Regions from separate parts of the Mus musculus genome. Here region 1 is linked to region 2. The links are chromatin contacts, called in public Hi-C maps. All regions are on one chromosome and are shown on one strand. Each heading gives the region's core, a stretch centred on a gene start, on an enhancer-like site or on the middle of the called end of the contact. The rest is flanking DNA. Distances are from core to core; before and after follow the strand shown.

Region 1 (2,700 bases), core at 39-2,538, 330 kb before region 2:
AAACAAACCGTGGCTCAATCTGCCCTATGATGTAGGGTCCGTCAGCCAGGCTTGATGGGTGCTTATAATTGTTGTACCTATTATGAGGGGATAACGTGATAATCTGACAGAGAGTGGCTTTCTGTGTAGCAGATATCCACTTAGACTGACCAAGGCAGGAAGGGTATTGTGGGGAGCCAAGGGGTAGCCCAGGGCGGAGATCACACACAGATAAGGAGTAAAAGAGAGGACCAGGACCCCCAGGTGTGCATCTGCCCTCAGACCCCATAGCTGCAGCCAGGGCTTGCCTATGGGCTGGACTTCCCTGTCCCAGCAGCCTGGGCTGACGGCAGAGGGCTAACCCCCTCAGTTTGGGGTGGGCTGTGAGCCCCTTCCCAGAAGTCTGTCTCAGCGAGTGTCTGGGGTATTTCCTAGAAGCCTTACTTTGTGGGACTGGGGCTTCAGTGTTCAGTGGCTCAATTCCTGAGATCTTCCTTAAAGAATAAACTGGAGGTCCCAGAGAGCAGCCGTACTAGCACTGTCGGCGTCAGGGACCCACCCCGGTTCTCCCCCGCGCCCCCCGCCCCCCAGTGCCCTCATACGAGGACTCATACGATTTGAGCTTAGTGTTCCCTTAAGGCATGGGTACTGGCCAGCATGTGTGTGTGTTATACAGGGGAGTGGGCACACGAGTGGGCAGAGGGATTGCTCACTGCTTCCTGAGGAATGGGGTCTGGTTCTGGAGTGATCAGGAGCCAAGTCTGGGTTGGCAGGTACTAGTTCTAATTTCTTGCTTGTTGCAGTCTTTTTCAGCCTCAGCTTACATATCCTGGGAATGGGCGTGGGCGTGCGCCTACCTTATTGAACAGCTATGTGCACTAGGTAACTTGGTATGTGGTGTTTAGTCCTTTGGAAATAACTCCCTTGGCTCCTTACACAGGTGTCTCTTTATGGGTTCCAGAAGACTAGCCTGGGACCCCAACTCCTGAGAGGGCCAACAAGCAATACAAGATAAACACAGGCTTTGGACTGGACACAGGTGGACTGCAATCTCCTACTCTGCCAGCTTCTGGCTGTGCAACCTCTGCTAGATACTGAGGATCTCTGTGCTTTTTTTTTTTTTTTCTACAAGTGGATGCTTATTAGTGACGACAGTGCACCAGGAACTATGGTCCAGGCTGCAGAGGACAGAGGAGGCGGTTTTCTTTCAAGGGCGCACGCATTTCCAAGCCAGATAGCCCTCCCCAACTAGGTCTGCGCAGCAAAAATTCATGCGGGACAAGAGCGCAGGCGCCTGACAGCCCGTGGCGTAGCTGCTTCTAGAAGGATCCAGAGGAGTCTGGCGCTGGGCGGATGGGGTGCTTGCGACTGCTGCGTTCCTGCTGATAACCAGCAGGGGGCAGGCTGAGCCCACAAGCCGTCTTGTCCTCGCTTCACCCCGGCCCTGCGGCTGTGTCCCGGGACATGCGGCGTGCTTCTGCGCAGCCAGCGAGCTGCCCCCTCCCCGGGGAGCCTCTCCATCATCCGCGGGCCTAATAATTTACATTTAATTTGTTAGCGGTTTAATGTTTAATTTAAAAAACTGAATGATTCATTGCCATATTAATAAATAATAACATTTATTATTCTTCTAATGAGTGTCCGAAATACAAAAGCAATTACACGTCTTATGTATTCTCTCATAAACTGAGACAGCAGAGTGTTCATTACAGAATTCTGTTGGGGTCTTGATTCCGCCTTCATGGCTGGCCTGGCCCTCGGGCTGTCAGGGGAGTGGTATGTCTTTAAAGCAGCGATTGGCTTGGTTCTGCTCTGGCTTTTCAGGGTCTGGGGGCCCCAGGAGAAGCCTCCAGAGGGTACCCCTTCACACCATACACTGTTCCTTCCACAGACTCTCACTGGTCCCGGGGCGGGGTGTGGTTATGCTTCCTTCCCAGGTAGAGAAACTGAGTCTGGAGGGGGCAGCTCTGAGAGACAGCCGTGAGCATGGCTAGGCTCGGCGAATTGACTCTGAGCATTGTTATTGTTGTTAGGTTTTTTTTTTCTTCTTCTTCCTTTTCTGGGCTTTGGAGCAGGCTGCTACAGGCCCTGAGCAGGAGGGAAGTGGGGAGAGGGACTGGAAGAGTGTGGATGTGTGGCGGAGGGGGTGAGGTGTAGGATCGGGACAAATCCCTAGCCAGCCAACGCCCTAGCTTGCTTCGCTTCTCTGCTCCTTTCAGATGATGTGGAAGGGTAAAAAGAAATGGGGTAGTCAGCAAAGCCAGTTCACCAGTAAGATTCCATCATCTGCTTCCCAGGGGTGGTAGGCGAGGCCAGGGATTTGGAGGGGCAGGGAGAGGTCTGGGCTCTGGCTTTAGGTACCAAATTTCAGGAAGGGGCTGGTTGGGGGGCCCTAGGAATTGGCAGGAAGGTCAGGGTGCTTCTTCAGTCCGGGACATTTTCAAACGAATGCCCAAACAGCTTCCCGTCAAGGACATCCACGTACAGTTGTTCCCATCCTGACCTTTTCACTGGTTTTAATGCCAGCTTCATGCCATCTAGCCAAAATCCTGGCTTCCCACAGCTACACAGCACTGCACAGAGGAGGCCCCCCAGGGTGTGGACACTGACTCGCCACATGGCCTGGCCAGCGCAGCCCTGGGCTAGGCGCTGTAGGAATCCTTGATTGCGGCCTTAGGGTCAGTTCCTAGAAGTGAACAACCGGAGCAGAGGGCAAGAGTG
Region 2 (2,700 bases), core at 114-2,613:
CTGGAAATGTAGGGCCTTATATTTGTCCTTACAATCACCTTGGCGTAATGTAACTTTTAAAGATTGCAATAAGCAATTTGGACAGAATCAGGGAGCTTGAAGTGTTGCTCAGGAACCTGTTCTTTTCCCAAGGCGTTATCAGCAACATGCCATATGGTTTTTGCCCAGCCATTCGGCTGCTTCTAGGTTTTGATTCCCAATTGAACAACCGAACTAATAGAATTTGCCACCTCACCAGGGGATCAGAGCAATCCTCAGAGTATCTATAAATGCCTTTGAACTCCTTGGGGGAGGGGGGACATGCAATCAAAATACCACGTGAAATTCATATAAATGTCATCCTAACTCCCGAGCTTCAATTTGAGTGCGGGGATTTCAGGCTTATGTGGATGCGTTTCGTTTATTTTATTATCATGAAAGTTACATGCATATCCTGAAGCTCCGAGTTCTAATTCTTTCTCCCCCCCCCATTTTCTTTCCTTTTTAATTTTATTTTATTTTACTTTTTATGGACTGTACTATCTGCTAGGCTGAGATGCTGAGGCTTCTTTTCCAATTGGTCGTCTTGCATGGCTTTTCTTGAGAGATGAGACGGCTCAGCAGTCAAGAGCGCTTACTGCTCTTGTAGACGACCTGAGTTCTGTTCCCAGCACCTGAGTTGAGTGACTCACAACTGCCTATAACTCCAGCTCTGGGATACCCAGTGCTTTTGACCTCTACAAGTTCCCCCAGTTACAGACAGACAGACCAATAGACAGTCTGTCTGTCTCTGTGTGTGTGTGTGTGTCTGTCTCTGCCTCTCTGTCTCTCTGTCTCTCACACACTCACACACTTTACAAATAAAAATCTCTTTTTCCAAAGCAGTTTGCATGTGAAAGTGTTTCCTTACACATGTCAGCGGAGCCTGTGCAGCATGGCTGCTGAGCCTAGGGTGTTCGTTCTCGGGGTTCCTTGTACGGAAGGCAAGAGCAGATGGTATTTATCGCCCAGTTTTCAGGCTGTGCTTCCTTGTTACAGCTTAATGATCGCATACTGCTTTGCCTTTCTGTGGGGGAACTGAGAATAAGTTTCTCTGGGCAGATCTACACGAGTCTGTCTTCCCGAAAGCCCCGGGTCTGTTTACTTGACTCCCCGATGCATCTGAGTTATACTTAAGTCCTGTGTTTACTGCAGAGATTTTTCCAAAAGGAGAAAAAAGATCTAGCGACCCCAAATTAGTTTAGGAACCAGCGTGTCCCTTGCTTTAAGGAACACGGTAAACATTTCAAAAGAGCATGCCAGCTCACTATCTGACTCTCTGCAGCGACTTCAGAGAAAACAGCAGCAGTTAAGCAATGCGTGCCAAGAGCAAGTCTGGGGGACCGTGTTGATTTGCAGAGAGAAGGAAGGGAGTTGGCTGCTCACTGCACTTCTCCTGGCTCCACACTTGCTGCAGGAAGGCAAAGGTCCACTTCTTAGGGTGTCTTCCTGGGGAGCTGAGGGCCTGCCTCCACCTCTTTGCTGTCAGAGGTTCCTGATGGGTGATGGGTTGAAGGATGGTTGATTCATCCACAGGGCTTCTCCCTATGAGATGGGAAACAGCTCCCCAGGAGAGGAGGCTGAAGAGTGGATGGAGAAAAGCCTTGGAGAACCCGGGCTCAGCCCTTGCCCTAGAGTCTGGACATCTGCTTGGGGTTCGCAGGAAGAGAGTAGGCTTGTGGGGACTGGGACTAGGATACTTTCTCAAGACACCGAAGACCTTTCCACAGCCCTCCCCTCCCGAGTCCCTTTAATTTTTCTGGCTAAACATAATTAACACGTCTCAGGGTTGTTGGCGATTTTGGTTTGTTTATAAAGAACAGGCTTGCTGGTACCCAGGGCCCAATAGAAAAGAACTTGCTCATTTGCCACATATATCTGGGCATCTGGGACAAAAATTTGAGTGTCAGCCCCCACCCTTGGCCCCCAACTGAAAGGCCACCCAACAGCCACTTGAAGCCTGTGGCACTTGTTCCCAGGGCTCCCAATGTGTTCTGTCTCCTCACCACTGGGGAACTGGGAGCCGAGGGCAGCTGGCCTGCCACACACACATACAACACACCTCCTGGTGAGGTTGGAAAAAAATCTTAATTTTGTTTTATAGGTCACAGGTCAGCCCGTCTGTGCCGATTCTTGTAATTGGGCGAGACATGTTTTGTGTGGCCCCAATTACGTCTTTTCTTTCAGGACCCAACGGGAGCCATCAATTAGGACCACGCCGGTGCCTACAGCTGACCTGAACTGTGTGAAGACAGAGCTTCCATGAAATGCCCTGGAATCACTTTGTTCCCAAGGATCTTAATTACAAGGAGTCCTCATGGCAAAGGGATTAAATGGCTTCCGCTCCTTTAGGTCTGTAGCTCCCCACCCAGCCAGTGCTTCCTCCTGTGCTTGGTGTTTCTTTTCCACCTCAGTGTGACAATGCTCTGGAGGCTTCCTGGCAAAGGAGCGCTGAGGAGAACGTGCGTGCGCTTAGGAGCTGCTCTTGACACCGGGACCTTTCCGGAAGTGCTTCCTCTCTGGCAAATCTTTTGCTGAGCAGGTGGAAGGGAGAGGTCCCAACAGTGTTCTGAACTGCTTCATCCCCCCTTCTCCAGCTCCAACGGAACAAATCCCTTGGAGGTAGCGTGACTCAGTTTCCCCAGCTGGAGATCCGGTGACTGGGTGCTAGGCTTAACCCTT

The links. Hi-C and Micro-C count contacts between places; a contact is called where the count stands out from the background.
Region 1: a contact with region 2 is called in a Hi-C map of cerebral cortex, with 6 times the contacts expected there. The contact joins two enhancer-like sites. A contact is called at or near these places in 1 of 39 promoter capture datasets (embryonic stem cells), 5 of 15 datasets of contacts at CTCF or cohesin (the NIH/3T3 cell line, embryonic stem cells, large pre-B cells and 1 more), 87 of 484 Hi-C or Micro-C datasets (the AtT-20 cell line, the Ba/F3 cell line, the C2C12 cell line and 47 more) and 13 of 115 datasets of contacts at active chromatin or transcription factors (the NIH/3T3 cell line, Th17 cells, astrocytes and 6 more).

Annotation. Positions count from the first base shown.
Region 1 is chr12:110,372,264-110,374,963 of GRCm38.p6, reverse strand. No RefSeq gene overlaps it. Among named protein-coding and RNA genes, the nearest start is that of Gm40577, 44 kb to the left of the region's middle. Within about 2 kb of position 1,288, at least 29 of the 459 cell types and tissues checked have an H3K27ac peak or open chromatin away from gene starts, as enhancers often do. A contact at or near this core is called in cerebral cortex, where this site is marked.
Region 2 is chr12:110,046,329-110,049,028 of GRCm38.p6, reverse strand. It overlaps Gm34719 (a long non-coding RNA gene), which reads left to right. Exons shown (of 3, transcript XR_873006.3): 3 at 2,206-2,601. Among named protein-coding and RNA genes, the nearest start is that of Gm40574, 23 kb to the right of the region's middle. Within about 2 kb of position 1,363, at least 10 of the 459 cell types and tissues checked have an H3K27ac peak or open chromatin away from gene starts, as enhancers often do. A contact at or near this core is called in cerebral cortex, where this site is marked.